Linked DNA regions of Mus musculus: regions 1, 2 and 4 are each linked to region 3. A link is a contact called in public promoter capture Hi-C data. All regions are on one chromosome and are shown on one strand. Each heading gives the region's core, a stretch centred on a gene start, on an enhancer-like site or on the middle of the called end of the contact. The rest is flanking DNA. Distances are from core to core; before and after follow the strand shown. Region 1 holds the start of Rnd1 (Rho family GTPase 1). Region 2 holds the start of Dnajc22 (DnaJ heat shock protein family (Hsp40) member C22). Region 3 holds the start of Lmbr1l (limb region 1 like). Region 4 holds the start of Ccdc65 (coiled-coil domain containing 65).

Evidence for each region. Promoter capture Hi-C pulls out the DNA fragments that hold promoters and counts their contacts. Capture Hi-C pulls out chosen DNA fragments and counts their contacts.
Region 1: a promoter capture Hi-C map of adipose tissue shows a contact between it and region 3. The contact joins the promoter of Rnd1 here to the promoter of Lmbr1l in region 3. A contact is called at or near these places in 3 of 39 promoter capture datasets (cranial neural crest, liver and second pharyngeal arch cranial neural crest), 2 of 484 Hi-C or Micro-C datasets (the G1E-ER4 cell line and embryonic stem cells), 1 of 115 datasets of contacts at active chromatin or transcription factors (pancreatic cancer cells) and 2 of 9 other capture datasets (adipose tissue and pancreatic islet).
Region 2: a promoter capture Hi-C map of embryonic stem cells shows a contact between it and region 3. The contact joins the promoter of Dnajc22 here to the promoter of Lmbr1l in region 3. A contact is called at or near these places in 2 of 39 promoter capture datasets (cranial neural crest and embryonic stem cells), 2 of 115 datasets of contacts at active chromatin or transcription factors (embryonic stem cells and pancreatic cancer cells) and 3 of 9 other capture datasets (adipose tissue, liver and pancreatic islet).
Region 4: a promoter capture Hi-C map of pancreatic islet shows a contact between it and region 3. The contact joins the promoter of Ccdc65 here to the promoter of Lmbr1l in region 3. A contact is called at or near these places in 1 of 39 promoter capture datasets (maxillary cranial neural crest), 1 of 484 Hi-C or Micro-C datasets (liver), 2 of 115 datasets of contacts at active chromatin or transcription factors (bone marrow-derived macrophages and pancreatic cancer cells) and 3 of 9 other capture datasets (adipose tissue, liver and pancreatic islet).

What each region holds. Positions count from the first base shown.
Region 1 is chr15:98,676,129-98,678,828 of GRCm38.p6, reverse strand. It overlaps Rnd1 (Rho family GTPase 1), which reads left to right and starts at 1,368. Exons shown (of 5, transcript NM_172612.3): 1 at 1,368-1,599; 2 at 2,255-2,342. The coding sequence starts at 1,480.
Region 2 is chr15:99,098,180-99,100,879 of GRCm38.p6, reverse strand. Dnajc22 (DnaJ heat shock protein family (Hsp40) member C22) reads right to left here and starts at 1,396. Exons shown (of 3, transcript NM_176835.2): 1 at 1,280-1,396; 2 at 1-57.
Region 3 is chr15:98,916,650-98,919,349 of GRCm38.p6, reverse strand. Lmbr1l (limb region 1 like) reads left to right here and starts at 1,252. Exons shown (of 17, transcript NM_029098.3): 1 at 1,252-1,500. The coding sequence starts at 1,429. Gm41396 (a long non-coding RNA gene) reads right to left here and starts at 1,381. Exons shown (of 5, transcript XR_001781764.2): 1 at 1,294-1,381; 2 at 328-437.
Region 4 is chr15:98,706,851-98,709,550 of GRCm38.p6, reverse strand. It overlaps Ccdc65 (coiled-coil domain containing 65), which reads right to left and starts at 1,357. Exons shown (of 8, transcript NM_153518.2): 1 at 1,015-1,357; 2 at 329-496. The coding sequence starts at 1,155.

The DNA.
Region 1 (2,700 bases), core at 119-2,618, 240 kb after region 3:
CATTCTCCGTTATAGTGGGCCTGGCTGTCTTACTAGATCTGTCCATAGGGCCTGTGAAGCCTTTGAAAGGTGCTTATTAATTTCAGGGAAAATGGTCTTGGGTGGGTGGCAATGACTGGCTTATGAGCAAAGCTTGGGGTTGTTCGAGAAGGGACCTCAAGACAACCGTGAGCCAGGGCTGGTGTTCTCTGTCTGAATTTCAGGCCTGAGGCCTGAGGCAAGAAGATGGGCTATATACGGCAAGTTCCAGTGTGATGTTCTCTAAAAAAAATAAAATAAAATAAAATAAAATGAAAGAAAGAAACCAAACCAACAGAACAGGGTAAGGGGAACCCTAGGTTGTTCTCAAGTTTGCCCTAAACTGCCCCTCCCCCAATTCTCTGGAGGCCTCACGGGACTTCCTTGGTGGCCAGTGGCTTATATGAGCTGTGTACTTCCATAGCTCTGTCTAGTAGAGGGGTCTGCAGAAGCCGTGGAGGCTTGCAGGCTAGGGCCAGTCGGCGGCAGTTTGTAGTTTATCTCAGTCTACAATGATTGGTTTTCAATTTCTAATCCCTGAGGCCCAGCCCTGGCATCCAGGCTGGACTCTCACTAGGTGACACTATCAGTGCGTCAGAATCCGTGGCTATCAGCCTGGAACTAGACCTGCCCTGGATTCATCTCGGACACTGAAGCCAGGCCACAGAACAAAACACCTTCACTCTTGCTTGCCAGGCCTGGCATGAGCTGGCTCCTGGCTGGCAGAAAGCAGCTTGTTTGGTCTTTCTCTCTCCTGTTCCTACTTGAAAGACGCCCTCCTTTGTTTTCTTTGCCTATCTCTGGGTCAAGTTATTTTTTGTTTGTCTTGTTTTGTTTTCTTGGTTTGTTTTGGGGAAGGCGATTCCTGAGGAAGGGAGTCGGGCTGTAAAAGAGGGGCAGCAGAGACTTCTATTAGGAGATCCCAGAAGTGGAACCAGTGTGAATAGGAACTATATAAAATTAAGGAGTCACCCTCTCCCCCGAGAGATGCCACCCACCTGTCCATAGTTTAGGCAGGTCCTGCTGTCTTCCTGGGACAGACAGCCTGATTCTATAGCTCTTTGTGGGTCTTGACACTAACTCATAGACACTCAGAGATCACTAAGTTTTACTTCCAGTCCCCTCCTGACCTCCTAACAGCAACACAAAAAGCGTGGGAATCCCCTTCCAAGAGGAAGCCACCGTGCAGCTTTAACAGAAAGGGAAGGGAGGAAGAGGGCGCTGACTCGGAGTCTCCTACTATTGGCTGCAGCAGGGGATCCCACCTTAGGGATTGGCCTGGACAGAGTCCGCCTCCTCTTGTGATTGGATCAGTCTGAGACTTATAGCGGAGCCTTACGAGCCTCCGCCTCAGTCGGAGGCAGGCAGGCAGGGAACCCGCGCTAGTGTGCTAGTGCGGACACTTGAGGCGCGACCTCCTCCTCCCTGAACCCGAGTCCACGTCCCTCCGAGGCTGCAGCCATGAAGGAGAGACGGGCACCGCAGCCAGTGGTGGTCAGGTGTAAGCTCGTCCTGGTGGGAGACGTGCAGTGTGGGAAGACGGCGATGTTACAGGTGCTAGCGAAAGACTGCTATCCCGAGGTGAGCTTCCCTGCCGTCCCGGGGTCGATCCCCCACCTGTCCGGGACAGCGCTCTCCACCACCCGCAGGCCGCCCCACCCTGCCTTGCCTTCTGGCTGGAGGACTGCCCTGTCTTGCTTCCCTAGAGACCTGACCCACTTCTGCCGCCCGGTCGGCTCCTCCTCACCTCTTTACCCATCATATCCCCTCCCACTTGCCTTCATCCCTGAGACCTGGAGGCTCCCGAGAGCTTGGGCTTCATTCTTGACGCAGTACCTGCCTGCCCCTCCTATAAGGCTCTGTGAGGGTGCCCTCCCCAACCCCCCCCCCCCCCCCCGCGCAGGCTTCTGCTGTTTTGCCTGTTCACCTGTGCCAAAGGACTAGAGGGCAGAAGACAGAGGTTAAAACTGGCTTGTGGCTCTGAAAAATGGGACACACATTTAGAGATGTGAGGAAAATGCGAATGTATGTGTCTCAGACTAGCTAGGATGTAGGGGGTTTGTCCCAGGCTGGGGAGCGAAGGCCAATACCTCTACAGTCCCCAATGGCTCCCCCTCCTCTGGCTTCTCGCCATCTGACACTTTGGTGTTTCTCGGCGCATGTGTAGCCAACGCTTGGTGTGGGGTTCTGAGGGCATGCTGCTGCCGGGGTGTGAGTGTTTCCTGTCTCCTCGCAGACCTATGTGCCTACCGTGTTTGAGAATTACACAGCCTGTTTGGAGACAGAGGAACAGAGAGTGGAGCTTAGTCTCTGGGACACCTCAGGTAAGAGTGTACCCCCAAATGCCCCATCCTACCACCATTGGCTAGCCGCAGTTGCTGCTTTTTTAAGGGGGGGGGGGCTGGGAATCCACCTTTGAAGATAGGTGCTTGCCAGGAAAGCGAAGGAAAGAATGTAAAAAATTCTTTGGTTGGGGCTTTGATGATTTTAGAGGATCCTGGAAGGCAGTGAACAAGCCTGGGTGCCACTTGGGTCTCTGGTCTAGTTCACCTCTGGATGGTGAGGTGAAGGGAGCCCTGAGAACTCCCCGGGAGTACCAGACGTCTCCTCTGTCTCTGTCTCTCTCCTCTCCCTTCCTCTCCCTCCTCTCTCCCTCTCTCTCTAGTTCTCCAGAGCAAAGTT
Region 2 (2,700 bases), core at 147-2,646, 180 kb before region 3:
CAGAAATCTCAAGGTCCTCTGTGAGAATCACTGCAGTCTGGAGGGTCATCCTTAGGCCTGAGAGGTGAAGCAAGGAGAAAGGCTCAGCAGTAATAAAAATCAAGCTAGCCCTACCTCGGGGTCTCTCAGGTACTAGATGTCTCCTATCTTCCGTTAGCACCCCAGTCCTGTTATTTACAATCACAGTGACTCCATATTTAAGGGAGGAAATGCTTCAATTAAAATATTTTCATTTATTTATTATTAATTTATTGATATTTGAGGCACAGTCTTATTGCACGTTCCAAACTGGTCTTATGCGGCCATAGCTGAGGACATCTTGGTCTTCCTGCCCCTACCTCCTCAAGTGCTGAGGTTATAGGCATGTGCCACCATGTCCAAGGAAGAGAATGTTTTTGTTTTTAAGATTTATTCATTATTATGCATACGTACACTGTAGCTGTGCTCAGACACACCAGAAGAGGGCATCAGATCCCATTACAGATGGTTGTGAACCACCAGGTAGAGTCAGTGCTCTTAACCGGCTGAGCCATCTCTCCACCCCCAGGAAGAGAATGTTTTAAGTGACTTTAAGTTGGGACACTGAGAACTAGGTGCCTGAACAACAACAACAACAACTCAAAAGCTTGGGACTAACGGGTGACCCAGGGGTCACTTGGGGTTTAAATTCCCAGCACCCACATGGCAGCTCATAGATGCCCTCTTCTGGTCTCCAAGGATATCAGGAGTGCATGCAGTGCACACACAAAGGTTCAAGCAAAACACCCGTGTACATAAAGTAAAATTGAGAAAGAATAAGAAGGGGGAAAAAAGAAGCTTAAATTTCTATCCTCCCCTTAGACTCTGGAATAGTAATGGCTCACAGGAAAGGGCTGAAGAGAATACTTTTTCACTGTTTCAAACCCCTTTGAAAGCCAGTGTCTTAGCCAAACTCACTCCTTTAACATCGTGTGTGTGTGTGTGTGTGTGTGTGTGTGTGTGTGTGTGTGTGTGTGTGTGTGTGTGTAAGCGGGTGCATTCTGTAACTCGGCCAAAGCCCTTTCCAGCTTTCCCATCTCCCCAGACTATGCCGTTCTCCCACAAGCCAAATTTGAAAGGGACCCTGAACTCCTTCCACTTAAACGTTCTGGAGAACATTTTGACCCAGACCTTAGCACCCCACAGCCCAGCCATCCTATCCCTATCAACCAGATCGAAGGCACTCTACAAAGCGGCCGCAAAAATCCTCAGAATATCAAATCTGCCTGCCAATCGTCTTACCTACTTCAAGCAAACTCACCCTCAGGCAGTCCCAGCAGGGCCGCAGTACCTGGCAGCCCAGGCTTCCAGGCTGCTTCAGAACAGCCATTGCCTTTGAACACAGATTCAAAATGGCCCCTCTGTAACTGCTCTCACCTCCACACAAGTGGACTTTGTCCCTCAGTGCTGGGTGACTGTGTTTGAAGTCAGGCCACCTCCTGCAGGCCCCGCCCCGAAAGCCCTGGTCAGCCCCTTCGTAGCCACCTTCCGGTCCTGTGTTCCTGGGCTCTGATCGCCCTCTCTACGGGAAGCTTTCCCCAGACTCACCCAGTTTTACACTGTAGGGCCTGGAACCGCGCCCCACTCCCGGCAGTGCGCACCTCTTGCAGCACTTCATTAACACCGCCAGATGGCGCTGCCGTTTACGGAAGGGAGGGTCCCCAAAAGTCCCAGATCTCCTTTTTGCAAGGTTGGGACATTCCTGGTCAAAGCTGTCCGAACCGTGCAGCTACCTGGCGGGAGAAAAAGGGCGACTCTATCAATAAAATTAAAAATCTCGACTTCCTCTCCTCTCCGCCACAAATGGGAGGTGATCCCTGTCTCGCTTCTCTCTGTACTCCAAGACGGCCATTATAGGATCACGTCTAATTTCTTAAAGGAGAGACATCCACTCAGAGGTGAAGGAGAGAGCCCCTCAAGACCCGCAATTCTGCCTCACTACCTTGCTTCCAGGCCTTCCAGTTAGGGGACTCCACAGCCAGACCTGGGAGTCTGAGCCTGCATAGCCCAGAATCCATAGAGCCAGAAGCTGTTCAGACCCTTGTAGCCTGAAGCAAAGGGGGGGGGGGGAACCCACACCAGCAAGGGATACAGGGTGGGGGCGAGCCATCAGAAGAGTAAGGGCAAACCCAGGGAGACTCGGGGGAGAGGAGCCTGCCTTCTCGCTTGGACGCTGGAATGGAGCTGGCTTACAAGATGCCTTCAACATCCCGGGCTACAATCCCCGAGCAGCTCCGTGACCTTGGCCAAGTCACACCCTTTCCTGAGCTTCAGTTTCTTTTAAAAGAAGCTTGGATCTACGAAATTCCCCAGGCTTGATTAGAGGTAGGGATGGAGCCGGTGGGCTTCACTTAGGGTCACTTGTCAACAGTGGGCAGAATGTTTTAGCTCCCTCCAACGTCTAGTTCTAGCTGGGGACTAGATATGGCCCCTTTAGGGCTGAGGAGGGGCGACAAAACGACAACCCAGCCACGGCTGGGGACGGGGGGCGGACGGGGGCGCTGAATAATGAATGAGACTTAATTGGGCCCGCTCTGCGCGGCGGCGCGCTAAGCTTGGCAAACAGCGCGGGCAGAAGCAGCCGCCGCCGCTGGACAAACAAACTCGCTCGGGAGCCGGGAGCCCAGTGCGAACCGCCTGGAGGGGGAGGGGACCCCGGGGAGCCAGGTCTCCTGCTCGCAG
Region 3 (2,700 bases), core at 3-2,502:
GGGATGTATTTATTTTGTTTTTGAGACAAATTCTCACCATGTTACTCTGGTTGTCCTAAAACATTATGTAAAGGGCAGACTGGCCATGAATTTATAGATCCACCTGCTTCTGCCTTCCTAGTGCTGAATTAAAAGACGTGTGCCACAATGCCCAGATGGTTTCTGAATCTCAAAGTAGGACTGGGCCAACCTCTATTTTCTAGTTTCAAATTAAAACGTTAAAACGTTAAAATGTTAAAACATTAAAATTAGATAAAGGCTATAAAGAGAACAGCACATAGCAGGGAGTTAATGTTTGGGAGTTAATGTTTTACTCAACCCACTCACCAATATTCCCTGGGATATTTCCTCAGTTTCGGGATAGCCTGGGCCTGGTAATACATGCAATCAACTAGGAAGCTGAGAATTCAAGGGTAGCCTGGTTTGCATCGCAAGACCTGTCTCAACAAAACAAAAGTTTCATGACATTTTTAAAAAGTCTCCTGTTTTTTTGTTTTTGTTGTGGTTTGTTTTTTAACTATTTGTTCTCTAATACCCTAGGCCTTCCACAAAAATAACTGTGTGAAAGCTGTCTGGAGTGGCAGGGAAACTCCAATAACAAATAAAAAAACGCATCGGGCAGTGGTGGCACAAGCCACTAATCCCAGCACTTGGGAGGCAGAGGCAGGCGGATTTCTGAGTTCGAGACCAGCCTGGTCTACAGAGTGAGATCCAGGACAGCCAGGGCTACACAGAGAAACCCTATCTCGAAAAACCAAAAATAAAAATAAAGAAAAAGAAAAGAAAACGCTATGGACCTTTGGGTTACAGGCAGCCGTCCCTTCAGAAGACCCCGTGGTGCTTACATCTTCTCGACGGGCTGACCTGATCCCAACCTTATTCGTTTAAACTAAAATCCTGACGGATACACATCCTGGAACCAACCCTCACATCTCAGCCGTGGACCACAAGGACTCTTAGTTTTAGAACAGCTTCGACAGGCCAAAAACATCCCGCCTCCTTTCCCAGAATGTCCTATCAGCGCACTCCTAGCGATGACCGACAGTCTACGAGGAACCAGTAAGTTCCGCTCCTCTGAAGAAACCCGCCCAGGCCTTGTGTCGTCACTGGGCACCAAGCCTGGCACTTCCGCGTAGCCGGGCGGCGGGTACTTGCGTTGAAACGTGCTTGCGAGTGACCCCACCTTAAAGGGGAGGGGACCGAGGGGGACCCGAGCCCTTTAAGACTAGGCGGGCTGGGGCCTGCCCCTTTAAGGGCGGGGCGTCCGACCGCAGAATCTGAGCCCCAGATTACCTTGAGTTTCCGTCACGGGCAGCGAGGAGAGGCGCTTAGGCTGGGTCCGGGTGCTTGGCGGGCGGCGGCGGCCTCATCCCCGCTCGTCCTCCCCGGGCCCGGAGACACCCCCGCCCCAGTCATGCTGAGCAGAGTATGGAAGCAGCTGACTACGAAGTGCTATCCGTGCGAGAACAGCTGTTCCACGACAGGGTCCGCGAGTGCATCGTGAGTCCGGGACCTGGGCGGGAAGGGGCCGGGCCGAGGTGGGAGGGGCGCGCCGCGATGGAGACGGGAAGTCCAGCTGCCTGGGCTCCGGAGCACCTCGACCCCTGCGAGCGCCGGGGCCGGGCCGGTGAACTCCCGGTCGGGTCGGCTGGGTCCCTGAGCCGTAAACAAAGCCGCCGGGTTTCCGTTCCTCGGCCGCTCGCCCCTCCCCCCGCCCCTTCTACTCCACCCCCGTGGGCGTTCCTGGCGATGGGGGTCCTCTAGTGTGGAGCGTTTGATCCTCTGGAAAAGGATGGATTTGCTTCGGGACAAGTTAGTGTGCGTGTTCCCCCTTAAAAGTAGATGAAGGGCAACCATGGTTGATGTTGAAATGAAGGGAGACTCGGTCACATTGAGCAGTTAACCGGGGACATGCGATGGTGGCGCGAGGGGCGAAGGAAAAGTGGGAGCTGTAGTGGGTCCTCCCACTAAGGAAGAAAGAAGTCCTGTCCGACGAGATGGGGTTGTAAGAAGTGGAGATGGAGGAACACCGAGGTTTCCCCGCCTGTTTTCTCTCCCCTGTAGTAGTGGTTGTTTTCATTCCTTCTGTGATTGAATCCTGGGCCTCTGGCATGCAGCATGCCAAACACAAGCCAATACAATGACACACACCCCGCACGACTTCCGGATAATTTGTTTGACACTCAGACTGGGTTTCCAGCCATCCCGTGTGAGTTCTCATGTGTGGGTGGGGTGGGGTGGGGTGGGGTGGGGGTGGGAGGGTCCCGGGTCCGCAGTGATCCTGAGCGCATCTAGCCTGTATTTCTTATTCTTTAAGCATTAATCTAGAATTGCAGTTGAACTTTCCATACGGCAGTGTACTACTCTAGGGTAGGAGCACCCGTGGGACTTAGGGAAATCTATTTTCCTTGGGCCTGCTTTGAATGATAATCTCTTTGTCTGCTGGGTTTTTTTGTTTTATTTTGTTTTGTTTTCCCAGAGAGCTCTGCACATACTAAATGAAAAGGGAAGGGTTTGGAGGAGTGGAAGGAGATCTTACTGAATAAAGGGGAGGGCTCAGATGGTGTCTTTCTTCATTTTTCTCAGGCTGAGCTTTAGGCTACCCCTTGGCATGCTTAGATTGAAGAAACGGTAAAGGGGACTAGGTCTGCCCTTACCAATGAGGGCATACGAGTATCTAGCCCCAGGATAAGAGTCGGG
Region 4 (2,700 bases), core at 108-2,607, 210 kb after region 3:
AGGAAGGTCTGGAAGCCATCCCCGCCTGCTCTCTGGAGAGAGTGCATACTTTTTTTTTTTTCCCTTTTTCCTTTTCCTTTTCCTTCTTTTTTCCCTTTTCCCTTTCCCTTTTCTTTTTTCTTTCTTTCTTTCTTTCTTTCTTTCTTTCTTTCTTTCTTTTTTTTTTTGGGGGGGGGTCTTTTTGAGACAGGGTTTCTCTGTGTAGCCCTGGCTGTCCTGGAACTCACTCTGTAGACCAGGCTGGCCTTGAACTCAGAAATCCACCTGCCTCTGCCTCTCGAGTACTGGGATTAAAGGTGTGCGCCACCACGCCCGAGAGGGTGCATACCTTGATGACGCTGTCCTTACAGTCCACCACGCGTTCAAAGGTCTGGCTGAGGATCTCGATGTCTTGGTGAAGCTCTCTGGTCTTCACCTCCCTGAGGATGGTTCTCCACTGCGTGTTAATCTTATTAAGGTTTAGAGCGCTGTTGTGTTCTTCTTTGGCCAACTTGTCCTGAGGGAGGAGTAATCACATGCGTTTCAGCCAAGGCGAAAGGTCCACCTCGGTGCTATCGATACCACGCTGAAAAATACCAGTCCCCGTGTATTCTCACAAACAAAGCCCTTGGCAGCCAACACTCGGGGGCTCCTGTTTGTGGTTTCCAATGAATGGGTTCCCTTCAGGGTGAAGCATCAGAGAAGAGTTTCTAACGACCCCACTCCAGACCCAACCTCAGAATTCAAGACAGCTGAATTTGGACACCTGACAGCATCCACTGTCCTAATTCTGGGGGCTCGGTTGATACTGCCAAACTCAATTCTCCCCTCCCCCATGTTTCACAGAGAATGCCCTAGGCAAAAACCAATGTTGTCTGAAGCCCATGTATTTTGGGACCAAGGACTTCAGAGGGATAGGAAAGGATGAAAATGAGCCTGCCACAAGGACGCGACCCCAGGCAACGGTACCAGTGCATGGGCGGTGGGTTTGGGGGTTTGGGGGTTTGGGCAGGACACACTGCAGACGAGCATCACCTTCAAGAACTGGGTGAGGAGTCTCTCTTTCTTCTTGGCTGCCTCTTCGTCAGCCAGCATCTTTTGCTGAAATATAAGCAGCTGATCTTCCTCGGACAGGGGTGCCTTGGGCAACTTGGGCTTTTTTCCTTTTTTAGACATGGCTGGGCTGCGGACTGGGTCCGGGCAAGGAGCCTCTGCCTGCTGCTACGAGCCACTTGTGAGGAATTAGAAAGAAAAACTTCCCATAGACAGGGAGGGACCTTCTGGAGCTAAGGTAATGGGGCCTTAGACCTCTGTCCTCCACGCCAAGAGTGCTCAGGCGACACCCGACTCCCAGCTGGAGAACAGAAAGACGCATCTTGTCTCCTAGCAACAAGGACCTTCGCTAAGACCGCGGGGTGAGAAATAGGGAGGCAGCATTACTTCAGCGCCCCCTGCATGCCGGAGGACCGCAGTCAGTTCTTTTAAGTAGGCTTTTTTTTTTTTTTTTTTTTTTTTTAAATCAAGAACCCTAGTCTCTCTTAAAAAAATAATAAATGTCTTCAAATAGTTTTTCCATTTTACTTTTTAATTTGGTGTATGCCTGGTTTGTCCACGTGTGTGTCTGAGCACCGTGCGCATGCCTGGTGCCTGCAGAGGTCAGAAGACAGCATCGGATTTCGTAGAACAGGTCAAAACCACTTACACATACATACAAATAATGAGATGGTTCACTGGGTAAGGGAGGTACTGCCAAGCCCAATGGTCTGAGATCACAAGCACCTGGAACCCCAGTTTCAGGAGATCAAAACACGCCTTTCTGGCCTCGGTGGACGCTGCATTAACGTGCACAAACACACATACACATAAAATATTTAAAAATATTTTGTAAATTGTCTCCTTAGTGATAGAGAGATGGCTCAGAGGCAAAGAGCACTTGCCACTCTTGCAGAAGACCTGGGTTTGGTTCCTAGCACCCACATGGGCAGCTCATGACTGTTCATAACTCCAGTCCCAGGGGATCTGACTCCCTCATCTGACCTCTGTGGACATGGGGTAGACACATGGTCCACACATATACATGCAAGAGAAACGCAAATACACATAAATAAATCTTACTAAAAAATTAAGACAGTGTTTCAGTGTAGCCCTGGATGGCCAGAAACTCACTGTATAGATAGAAATCCATCTACTTCTGCCTCGCCCCACATCCCCCACCCCCAGTGCTTGGATCAAATGTAGGAGTCATCACTTCCAGCTTAAATTTGTTTCTCTCTCTCTCTCTCTCTCTCTCTCTCTCTCTCTCTCTCTAAATGTGTGAGTGCTTCATTTGCATGTATACCTGCTTGCCTGAAGAAGGCATCAGACCCCATGACAGATGGTTGTGAGTTGATGGGAATTGAACTCAAGATCTATGGAAGAGCAGCCAGTGTTCTTAACCGCTGAGCCATCTTTTCAGCTCCTTTTTTAAAAAAGATTTATTTATTTATATGTAAGTACACTGTAGCTGTCTTCAGACACTCCAGATGAGGGAGGTTGTGAGCCACCATGTGGTTGCTGGGATTTGAACTCCGGACCTTCGGAAGAGCAGTCAGGTGCTCTTACCCACTGAGCCATCTCACCAGCCCTCTTCAGCTCCTTAAAAAAAATTTTTTTTTAACCCTACTTTTCAAGGGCAAAATCTGTGGCTAACAAAAAGATGTACACCAGTGCACACTCCCTCCT